Linked DNA regions of Mus musculus: regions 2, 3 and 4 are each linked to region 1. Evidence: chromatin contacts called from public ChIA-PET and promoter capture Hi-C data. All regions are on one chromosome and are shown on one strand. Each heading gives the region's core, a stretch centred on a gene start, on an enhancer-like site or on the middle of the called end of the contact. The rest is flanking DNA. Distances are from core to core; before and after follow the strand shown.

Region 1 (2,749 bases), core at 91-2,590:
CTCTCTCTCTCTCTCTCTCTCTCTCTCTCTCTCTCTCTCTCTCTCTCTCTCTCTCTCCACTACATAAGAACTGGGTTAGATTCAATATGAAGGAAATAAAGACTTACAAAGATAACTTCTAGACTTCTGGCTTTGTGTAAGGAACACAAACACACCTTTAGCCAAGTTGCAGAATTCCGGCTGAATGAAGACCAGATGTGTGGAGGAAGCTATGAGTTCTTTTTGGACAAACTGAGGAGCCTCTGTGGCTTCTGTGTGATGAAATTAACCAAAAAGTGGAATGTAACTGCTGGTTGGATCTCAGCTAAGGTCAGAGATAGGAACTCACAGGTCAACTCAACGTAGGTGGTTACTGAAGCCAGAAGTTCAGCAAAGAGAAAAACAATAGAAAATGAAGCCTTGGAATGGAGCCTAGGGCACTCACGGGCATAGTCCAAGGAATGGAGAAAGGAATCCAAGGGGAACAGATGCATCAGCAGAAATAGGAGGAAAGCCAGTTCTGAATCCCAAAAGCCAAGGGGGTTGGGGTAGGCAAAATTAAAGAGATGCCTCAAACACCAGTGTCAACACCCTGGAATGTAGCTGAAAGGTCAAAACGATGAAAAGCCACGAGTTCACTGGGTTCAATGACCGCGGTAAGATCTGCTAGACGGAAGTGGTCCCCAAGAGAGGATTTATAGATAAGTGTCTTCCTGTTGTTGTTTCCATGATACTTGGTCGTACTTAAAAAACACTTTGGGAAGGCTCCAGAAGGTCCTTGAGAGCACCTGACTTAATTCTCCACTTTGTCTTTATGCTTGGGGTCCATCGTCAAGGAGATCAGAAACCACTGCCCCAGACGCAGCAAAACTAAACCTCTGACAGTTGCTTAAAGGCAAAATCAGAGCCCTGGGTCACATGGGTTCCAACGGCCTGGACTGGAAGAATGTGGGTATCGGGAGCTATTCAGCCAGAAACAAGGGGGTGCAGGTAGAAAGAAGCCTGGGCGAAGCCGGAATGCAACCAGAACCCTGACACTCGCCTACAACGCCGGCCCTCAGGCCCAGCCCGTTTCCGCCGCGGGGACCACAAGGGTCCACGCGGAGGCCACGTTCCAACCGTCCGCCCGCAGCGCGGGGGTCTTCCGCGCTGCCGCTGGAAGTCGGGAACGGACTGCGAGTCCGTCCAACCCCGCGGTGCCTCCCTTCGCCGCCACTTACCATTTTCCTTCCGGTCGTCAGCGGCCCGTTGCCGTGCGATCTCTTGGGCCCCTTTAAGAATGGCTCGGCAGCCAACTCCCTTCCTGTTTCGGCTGGCGCACCGCTCAGCCTCCCCCACCTAAGGACGCGGCCGCCGTGGCCCGCACGTGACAGCGGACGGCGGGAGGCGAGGCCCAAAATTTGGCGAAATGCGGACGCGGGCGCCTCTGGTGCCTGTTAAGTAAGGATGCTGCGCCGTTACCAAGGAATGAGCCAGCCAAGCGGTGCGCAGATTCTTGGTGTCTTTAAATATTCTACAAGCCTTAACGGCAGGTATTTCGTGGTGCCAAACCTGAGCTAATGACTTGAGTGGTAAATGTGCGTGTCGATTACAGTTTACTTGCAGATTTAATGCTTTTCAAAGGTAGACGCGGCTTTCATCCTTGCACCTGTCCCAGGGCGCCATCCCTGACCCTGCCTGCTTTCCAGAACTTACTGAATAAATTTATTTTCCAAAATCTATTCATACTCACCAGTAAATGGTTACCAATGTTGATCATGTTGGCTTTTACTCTCAAGTTACAGCGAATTGAACTCTGAAACCCAGGTGCTCTTATTGTTTCAAAGTGTGACACTCAAAAAGTTACGACCTTTTAAATGTATTACTACTGGTATTCCATAACGGAGATAAACTTGCCTTTCTAAGAAACAGTATGAGGTACAAAAAAGACTATGTGGATGAAAGGATTGGCAACTTTACGAAAAATAAATATAAGAGATTTTTAAAACATTCTAATATTTGTATACTCTTTTGGTACTTCCTCCTTTGTCATCCATAACTATTATCCTCAAACGATTAGTAGAATTCTCTTTCAAAAATAAGAAAGGATGGGAGTTGGAGAGATGGCTCAGGGGTTGCGAGTACAGGTTGTTCTCTCCACCCTGGCCGGATCTCCAGAACCCACCAATATGGTAGTTGACAGTGTAACTCCAGCCCCAGGAAATCCAAAACACTCTCTGGCCTCCAGGGCCACTGCAGGCTTGTGGTGCAAGCAGGCAAAACACCCATACACACAAACTAATAATATAGTTTTTAAGAATAAGAAAGAAATTGGAAGGGAGGAAAGAAGAGAGAAATGCCAAGAGCAACTTTGATTTCTAAAAATAGAGTTTTGGATCTCCATATTAAACCCAGAGGTTTTCAGTGAGAGGCACCTTATGCAGTTTTGAATCTCTATAAGCATTTGTTTTAAATCCAGATATTGGTAATGGTAAATGGATTTCCTGTACACCACTCCTTAAGGAAGGTGGGACAAAGTGAACAGTAGGAAGGGAAAACCTTCTGCTGTGGATCTGTAGAAGCTGGGGAGGAAGGCTGGAGCACCTGCAGAGCCTTCCTTTCCCACTCTGGCCTTCTCCTCTAGCTTGAAATGGCAGAGGGAAGGATGTAGTCACTGGAGCATCAAAATAGGCAAGGTGTCAGAGAAAATCCTCTTCTCTGGGGAGAAGCCTGGAACTTGACTCTATTCCATCTTTAACACAATAGAGATCTCTTCAGTGGCAGAAGTGGC
Region 2 (2,749 bases), core at 94-2,593, 650 kb after region 1:
GATTGAACTCAGGGTGTCAGGTTTAGTGTCAGTACCTTCATCTGCTGCAGCATCTCACTGGTCCTATTTCTACATTTTGATTCTTTAAGACTTCACACACACGTTTCACAAGAGGTTTTTTATTTTCTGATGTGAGGCTGTTTAAAAAATTTTGTGTGTATAGCTATTTTGCCTGCACATGTGTGCACCAGATGTGTGTCTTGGATCCCCTGGGACTGAAGTAACAGATAATTGTGAGCCACCACGAGAGTGCTGAGAATTGAACCTGGGTACTTTAGAAGAGCAGCTAGTGCTCTTAAGTGCTGAGTCTTCTTGTTGTTGTTGTTTTTTTTTTTTTTTCTTTCACTGATAAGTTTACAAGGCTCTTGTAGATTAGCAGTTTAACTTTAAAGTTTATGTACTTTCTGGTAGGTACTTCTGCCATAATTTTATGGAAAATATATTCTTTTGTAAAAATTTTTTTTATGTGTATAGTGTTTTGTCTCCGTGCATGCAGTGTTTGTGGAGGCCAGAAAAAGACGTCTGATTCCATGAGGCTGCAGTTACAGACAAGTTTCGAACCACCTTGTGGTGTGCTGGGAATTGAATTCCCCTGGAAGAGCAGCCAGTGTTCTTAACAGAGAGGACCCGCGCCCTGCTCCCGCTGATCCCAAATTTGCTTTGCCATTGAGGGTGACCATGAACCTGTGGCGCACCTGACATCACCTCCCAAACTCTGGGATTACAGATATGAAGCAACATGCCCAGTGTGTAGGACATCAGGATCAAACCCAGGGCCATGGGCTTGCTAAATAGCTCATTTTAAAAATTTGAAATAGATGAGCCGGGTGTGGTGGCACACGCCTTTAATCCCAGCGCTCGGGAGGCAGAGGCAGGCGGATTTCTGAGTTCGAGACCAGCTTGGTCTACAAAGTGAGTTCCAGGACAGCCAGGGCTATACAGAGAAACTCTGTCTCCTAAATAAATAAATAAATAAATAAATAAATAAAATAAAATAAATAAAAATAAAAATTGAAATAGAACCATACGCTAGTGGTAGAACCAAGATTAGAACCCAGACATGTTGGATATCTAACAGGGTCAAACGTATTAAGGCTTCTGGAGCACCTGGGAGTGTTAATGAACTTGTCACTCTAACTGTGCTCTAGGGTTAGGGTCCTTGTTGTGCAGTGACACTCAAACTCCCCAATCTCCCGCCACACCAGGCTTGTAGGCGCTTGTCCTGGCAGCTCCCATCTCTCCCCACAGCGCTCGCGGCCGCCCGCAGGGGGCGCTGGCGCACGCAGGCTTTGCGGCCCCGCCCCCGGGCAACCGTCGATTGGGCCGGCGCGTGATGTCACGCCGGTTTAGCCAACAAATGGGTTTCGGGGCGAGCGTTGGGCTCCGCCGCTCAGCGCTGAGCTCCTGGTCCGCCTCAGTGTCGGGGAGCGAGTCAGGCCTGCCGCCGCCGCATCGGGCTGCCGCAGCCCCGGGCCAGGCCCTGGCCCGGCAGAAGCACAGGTGGGCCGGGCGAGGGCGCGGGGCTGCGGGGCGCGGGGCAGGTGGACACCGTGGCGGCTCCCGCTGCTCCCCGCGGCAGGGCCGAACGTTGGGGGCGGGGACCGCGGCTCGCCGTGCTCGGGGTGCCGCCGCCGCAGCGTCCTCCAGAGAGCCGTCCTCGCGGCCTGGCCCCGAGGTCGTGCGCCCGGCTGCTCCCTGGGCCCGGAGTCCGGCGACCCAAGCTAGGCCGCCGCGGGTGGGCTGCGTGCGGGGCGCGGGGCTCCGGGTGTCCCCGTGCAGGTGAGCGGCGCGTCTCCTCCACCCTCCCCGGGGGGCCCTGGCGTGCGAGCCTGCGGTGGTGAGGTCACAGTGCCGAGGCTCGGCGTGCGGGTGATGTCAGGGCTCTACCGAGACAGACCGTGATGTCACTGCAGGCCCCGAGTGGCGACCTTGGCGCGCGGAAGGGCTGGGAGGACCCGCGGGGAGAAAAAGGAAGTTCGGTCCTAGCAGATTTGAACCAAAATCTTGGGATCTCGGCTTCGTACAGTTTGGATGTAATAATTGTCAGGTGCTTAAACTTCATTTCGGAGAGCATCGGTAGTAGTACAGTTTAAGGACATTCGGTTTAGATATGAGGGATCTTGGGGGTTGGGCGTGGAAGGGGTATTAGGGTGTTCACTGTGCCTTCAGGAAGCTAAACTCAGTTTGATGGTTTGATGTAGCAGTTGCTGGGAAAGGGTGCGCGGGGGCTGAACCAACTGGAGGGCTGATAATTTAGTTGGCTTTATCTTTTTTTTTTTTTTTTTTGCCAGTGATCTGCTTGTTAGCGAATGACCAAGGCAAGCAGATCTTGAATGAACTTTGTCTTGCAAAGAAGGGGAGCTTGAATCAATCCAACATTTTTCTTAAATAATAATCCCCCGATGATGTAATTTATCCTGGTGTTTCTTGCCCCCCCCTCCCCCGTTTTATCAGGGACATTTGTTTTTTTCTGTGATTATAGCTCAGCAATAAGCCTCTGCTTTGCAGCCCACCCCCACCCCAAGACTAGGCTGTAACGTAATATAACACATCTGAGGACTACCTTTGGGGTCAGGCGACTTACATTTTGTCAGTAGTGCTTCCGAATGTGAAATGATAAATTTTAGCAGGTGATTTTGTGAATGTTGATTTTTCTCAGGCTTTGAAAAGATAGTAGACCTGCATAGAAGCACTGGCGCACTGGCGGTCAAGCACACATCTCTTGACTGCCCGTAGTGACACGAGGGCC
Region 3 (2,749 bases), core at 135-2,634, 570 kb after region 1:
CAGGACCACTTACCAACTTCAGTCCTGGTGCTTTAAGACAGGCAGTGTTGCTAAAGCTGGCTCCAAACTGCTGGCGAAATAATCCTTCCACCTCAGCCCCTGAGTGGCTATGATTACCAACACTAGAGTTGGTTCCAACCTGAAATCTGAAGTCTGTTTCCTTAGAAAAGAGGAAGCCTTGCCCACATGTTACAGGGTTACATGTGAAGTTTAATTAGAAACATACGGCTGATATATATACTTTACCAGCTTAACCATATGGAACGATAGCTCACGTCAATACCACTAAACTCACAGTACACATGAAAGAGATACCTGCTTTCAAGACCATCTGAAAACGTCCGATCAACATGCTCGCTCTTGCTGCTCTGAGGGTCCGGCTTCTTCAGTGGCATCTTCTGTCTCAGAAGGTCCCCTGCAGCCCTGCCCTCAGGCACAACTTTGCTGGCAGACAGAGGTGTTCCAAATCTTTGAGAACGACGTTCAGAAGACAGGACTGGAAATAAGAAGAACAAGCCCCATAGCAAGTCTTTCCGGCCAGTCTCTGTTCAGAGAGGAGGCACAGAGCCTGCTCTTGTCAACATCTGTTACTGTCCAGTACCAGGGGCTTTGTGGGACAAGAGGATCGTCACGTTAGCCCGTGCTTAGCTTTCATATGCCATGCCTATGATGCAAAAGGCTGCCGAGAGGCTCAGTTGTTAAGGACACTGGCTGTTCTCCCGGAGGAGCCAGGTTTGGTTCCCAGCACCTAGTGATATTTCACGACAGCTCTAACTCCAGGTCCCGGGGATCTGATATTCTCCTCTGACTTCCACAGGCATCAGGCACACACGTGGTGTGGACAAAGTGTAGGTAAAGGTACATAAAATCAAACTAAAACTTAGAAAGAAAGACGAAGAGGTGCACCTCTACAGGAAGAATGTTTTAGAAGGTATAATGTAAATTAGCAAGTGGGCTATCCCTAGCTAACGCAGGCAACAAGTGCTTGGGTCAAGAGCGTTGACTCAGAGGAGTGGCGGCGCACACCTTTATCTCAGCACTTAGGAAGAGGTAAGAGATCTCTGTGAGTTTGACGCCAGCCTGGTCTATATAGTGACCAGCAAGGGCCACACAGAGAAACCCCGAGTCAAAAGAGAGTCTTTCCTGGTAAGTTGAGACATCAGCTGTATCCTGCTGTAGATGGTTACCAAACACCGCTGAAACATAGGCTAGTCATGGGAACAGGGGAACAAGAAAGCATTACAGATAAACTGCTGAGATACTCGGCTTCCTCCAACATGGCACTTGAGCAGCTGCTGCCAGAACCACAGTCCTAGCAGGAGGTAAGAGAATGACCTCACGTGGGTAGCGTACAGGAGACTGTTGAATACAGGGATGCGCAGTGGGGGCTGGTGGCACAAGCCCGACACCACATCCTCTCCAGAGGCTCAGACAGCAAGCTACAGGCCTGTGTGAGTCCAAGGACAGCCTGGGAAACTTAGCCAAGCCTTGTCTAAAAAGAGAGGATTTCAGAAAAGGAGGCTATGTCTGGAGGGACAAGTGCTTGCTAACCATATGTCAAGCTGAGTTTGCCCCCAAGGATCTCAAACACAGCAGCACAGATGACTCCCTCAACCCCCGTGCAGAAGGGCATGGCTGAGGGAAGTGTGATGGCTCAGGTCTGCTTCCTCTGCATTGTACCCCTAGCCCAGCTTGTCTCGGAACCTCACAGACAGACTGGCACTGCATGGCAGAGACAGCTATGGCATCACTTGGAGAACAGGCACAAGCCCGCACTCGTCTCAATATTTGATGTGCACGCAGGCTTGCCAGCACAGAACCCACTTCTAGCCATCAGCGTGTGGGCTCTTTCATGGGAAAGTCACTCTCCACCATTCACTCCAGCCCCCAGTTGGCCCAAACACCGCTCTTCAGTCTCAGCAAAGCTACAAACCTGAGAATGACTTCACTGGGCTCTCGATTCTGAAAAACCCAGCATCAAACACTATTTTGTCAACTTCCTTTGTGTTCTCCGGAGCTGCTGCGTGGGCCTGCACTTCCTGCTGTGGCCTGCCTTTCATTGCATTCTTTATGGCTGCAAGGCGACTCCTAGCTGCCGCTCGTCCGTCGTCATCCTGCTTTGCTTTGCTTGTTCTACCGGGCACAATTTTTTTCTGCAAGGAGAAATAGTAATTAAAGGTATGTTCATTACCACCTTCTCCTGTTCCTGTGGTACTGAGGACTGACCCCAGAGCCCTCCCTGTGCATACCAGGAAATCGTTCTTCCACTGAAGTTAAGTCCGTAGCCCTTTTAACTTTTATTCTGAGACAGGGTCTCACTATGTTGTCCCCCATGGCTTGAATGCACACCTGTTTCAGCTCAGGACCAGCTGATATTAAGGGGACATCATCCCACCGACTGAGCACCACCTTGTGGCGTCTGATGGTGTGGATGAAAACGACCCCCATAGGCTCATGCGTGGGAATGGCTGGTCCCCAGTCAGAACTGTTAAGGCAGAATTAGAGGTGGCCCTGCTGAAGTAGGTATGCCCTTGTTGGAGGAGGTGGGGATGGGGGCTGGTGGATGAGGTTTCATAAAGTTCTCTCCAAACAACCAAACAATGTAGAAGGAGAGACATCTGGTGGTCACAGGCAGAATTACAATTCTTATATGATAGAGACACTGATAAATTACTTTGAGAGCTAAACACACAATTAAGAAATACCCACAGTATGTCAGGAGCAAGTCTGTAATCCCAGCATCCTGGAA
Region 4 (2,749 bases), core at 67-2,566, 550 kb after region 1:
CGAGAAGCGATGTTTTAATATTTTAAAATGCATTTATATTTGCACATATGCATGTGAGCATGTGTATGTGGCTTAAATGACAACATTCAAGAGTTGGTTCTCTTCTTTCCTCTTGAGTTACAGGGATCAAAGTTAGGCGTCGGGCTTTGTAGCAAGCACCCTTACGGGATTATGCTTGACTCTCTATACCCATATTTTCTCATGTCTAAAATGGGATTTGTAAGCAAGGGCACAGCGACATCACTGAATGAGTAGAAAGATAAGTTTATTGGGGCTCAAACCACCAAGGCAATAAACATTCCCCTGCCCCGGGTGTGGGGAGAAGTCAGCAGAATGGGGGGCTTTGAGCTGTTACAGGCTGTTGGGATTGACCGGGAAGCAGGTGCCCTTGCCTGAGGTAGTTGACATTGGGGGCAGACTAAGGGAGATCCCTGGTCAACAGAAACCACCTATAAGCTTCTGTTTGTGCAGCCAGAGTCCCTCTGTTTAGGACCAGCACTGGCATTCTGGGGGGCTGCTTTGGACCTAATAGGATTAAAATAATGCCAACTCCATAAATGTATGTAAAGCCCTAGGCATAGAGTGGGGTGCATAAGTGTTTGGTAGATATTAGCTGATGTATCTGAAGCTGGGGAAAAATTATCTTGAATATCCTTAACCACATCACTCAAGTTTTTAATCTATATAAATGGTTCCAAACTGGTTATCAGCCTCTTGCAAAAGCGGCTGTTCCTTGTAACTATTTTCATATAGACAGAGCTACACCCTGTCCTCTTGATTTAACTGCCCCTTGCCCGTGCTGTAACTCTCCTCCAATCTTTGAGAAAACATCTTCCTAGGAATCAATTCACACATTCATACTACTTCATTCATTAATTCATTCGTCCACATTCATTCATTCACTCATCAATCAATCAACCAACAAATACCTACCGAGAACCTACTATGTACCACATTGGGTTTACCCAGCCCAGCAAAATCCAGAGCAGGAGTGAATGCAAACAGGGGCACCTCTTACATCTCAGATTTGTCAGGGACACCTGCTCCTCCCTTCCCTCACACTCAAAGTCACTGCCATTTCTGCGGAAGGCTTCAGGTGAAGGAATTAGGGGCAGGATGAGACCCTGACAGGCAGCTTCAGACAAGGGAATTGGGTGAGTCTGAGAGTCTGGGTGCGGTCGGCTAGGGCCCACTGCGGGGCACAGGTGAGGGGCACAGGCTGGCGGGCGTGTCCCAGTCCACTGTGGGGAAGCTCCGTGGTCCGTGGGGCGCGGTCCAGCCAGGCGCCTGCAGGGCGAGGGATGCTGCCCCGCCCTGGGAGGGCGGGCCCGGGGAAAAGAGTACTAGAAGCGGCCGAGCCACCGCCCAGCTCTGACAGCTAGCGGAGCGGCGGGTGGAGCACTAATCAGGTGAGCGGCACAGAGAGCACTACCCAGGTGAGCGGCGCGGGGCGCGGGGACCGGTGCTGCTCAGTGCACCAAGAAAGGGCTGGGCTCCCGGGAGATGGACGGAGGTGACCTTCAGGGTCCCAGGCGCTGGTCTACCGCCTTGGCTCTCCTGCGGGTAACTCTCGGAGAAAGTTATTCACGACCTACATACTAAGTCTCTTTGGGATGGCGGGATGCCAGCGGGCCCTGGGCACTCCTTCGAAGCCCTGCGTTAGAGTGAGCCACAACCTACGGAGATCCACCTTGTAGCTGGCCCCTAGCTTGGCCATAGGGATCAGGTGCCTCTTCTGGCACGTTGGGGGTGGGGGTGGGAGTTTGGAGACTCAAAAGACATCGCCCAGGATTCCTGACTCCTGGAGGAATTCCAGCAGGCTCCTTTGGTGCACGTGGAAGCCTTCCACTAGAGATCTTGCTGTGTGGTGCCAGTGAGTTCCACCAGGTTCAGCGGAGGTAGGGGCTATAGCCACCCGCTGCGTGCTTGACCGCACAGGACAGTGCTGCCCAAGCCCTAGTGCGCATGTGTCGGGATGAAGAACTACTGTAACCTCTAACATTTTTTTGTAAGCCAAGTGACTCATTCGTGACCAGTGTGGTTATTTGTGCAATAACCTCTAGATCTGGGTGGAGGAAGTCTTGGGTGTGGCCGTGTTGGTCTCAGAGTGCAGACCCTTAGCGAGAGGCTTTCAAAGGTTGCATTTATGCTGAATTATGTTACTCAAGCACTATTGCAGGGAATCGAGGATGGGACGGGAATGGGTGGGGAGGGGGAGTTGAGACTGAGGCTTAGGATTCCGGCTAACCCTAGCAGGGAAGCAAGTGATTCCTATTTGAAGAAATTGGAATATTTATAAAGCGACCCCCGGGGAGTAGGGTTTCTGGATAATGAGAACATTTGGACTTAGTGACCCGGCTAATTCTGAGGAAAAGAACAGAAACCAGTGTGTAAAAACTATCACTTTCTGAAATTCCAAGATGTTTGCTTCAAGTTTATAGTTCCGTATTTTTATTTATTTACCTTTGGGGGCAGGGGAAGTATCTTAGTTAGGGTTTTATTGCTGTGAACAGACACCATGACCAAGGCAGCTCTTATAAAGGTCAACATTTAATTGTGGTGGGGGTGGCTCACAGGTTCAGAGCTTCAGTCAATAATCCTCAAGGCAAGAGCATAGCAGCGTCCAGGCAGGCATGGTGCAGGAGGAGCTGAGAGTTCTACATCTTCATCTGAAGGCTGCTAGTGGAAGACTGGCTTCCAGGCAGCTAGGATGAGGGTCTTAAAGCCCACACCCACAGTGACACACCTA

What was found. ChIA-PET counts read pairs in DNA pulled down with a chosen protein or histone mark. Capture Hi-C pulls out chosen DNA fragments and counts their contacts.
Region 2: a contact with region 1 is called in an RNA polymerase II ChIA-PET map of memory CD8 T cells, with 14 read pairs. The contact joins the promoter of Fbxo34 here to the promoter of Gmfb in region 1. A contact is called at or near these places in 7 of 39 promoter capture datasets (the C10 cell line, fetal liver, hematopoietic stem and progenitor cells and 3 more), 7 of 484 Hi-C or Micro-C datasets (CD4 T cells, CD8 T cells, LSK cells and 2 more), 2 of 115 datasets of contacts at active chromatin or transcription factors (bone marrow-derived macrophages and memory CD8 T cells) and 1 of 9 other capture datasets (liver).
Region 3: a contact with region 1 is called in an RNA polymerase II ChIA-PET map of memory CD8 T cells, with 57 read pairs. The contact joins the enhancer-like site here to the promoter of Gmfb in region 1. A contact is called at or near these places in 9 of 39 promoter capture datasets (the 3T3-L1 cell line, the C10 cell line, the HPC-7 cell line and 3 more), 1 of 484 Hi-C or Micro-C datasets (regulatory T cells) and 2 of 115 datasets of contacts at active chromatin or transcription factors (memory CD8 T cells and regulatory T cells).
Region 4: a contact with region 1 is called in a promoter capture Hi-C map of adipose tissue. The contact joins the promoter of Lgals3 here to the promoter of Gmfb in region 1. A contact is called at or near these places in 4 of 39 promoter capture datasets (the 3T3-L1 cell line, the HPC-7 cell line, cranial neural crest and 1 more), 5 of 115 datasets of contacts at active chromatin or transcription factors (astrocytes, bone marrow-derived dendritic cells, effector CD8 T cells and 2 more) and 2 of 9 other capture datasets (adipose tissue and liver).

The regions. Positions count from the first base shown.
Region 1 is chr14:46,820,902-46,823,650 of GRCm38.p6, forward strand. It overlaps Gmfb (glia maturation factor, beta), which reads right to left and starts at 1,341. Exons shown (of 7, transcript NM_022023.2): 1 at 1,200-1,341. The coding sequence starts at 1,202.
Region 2 is chr14:47,471,218-47,473,966 of GRCm38.p6, forward strand. Fbxo34 (F-box protein 34) reads left to right here and starts at 1,344. Exons shown (of 3, transcript NM_001146086.1): 1 at 1,344-1,500.
Region 3 is chr14:47,393,822-47,396,570 of GRCm38.p6, forward strand. Dlgap5 (DLG associated protein 5) reads right to left here. Exons shown (of 19, transcript NM_144553.2): 14 at 1,934-2,153; 15 at 316-496. Among named protein-coding and RNA genes, the nearest start is that of Lgals3, 21 kb to the left of the region's middle. Within about 2 kb of position 1,385, at least 74 of the 459 cell types and tissues checked have an H3K27ac peak or open chromatin away from gene starts, as enhancers often do. A contact at or near this core is called in the HPC-7 cell line, hippocampal neurons, memory CD8 T cells and 1 more, where this site is marked.
Region 4 is chr14:47,372,544-47,375,292 of GRCm38.p6, forward strand. It overlaps Lgals3 (lectin, galactose binding, soluble 3), which reads left to right and starts at 1,317. Exons shown (of 6, transcript NM_010705.3): 1 at 1,317-1,409. It also overlaps the pseudogene Gm52166.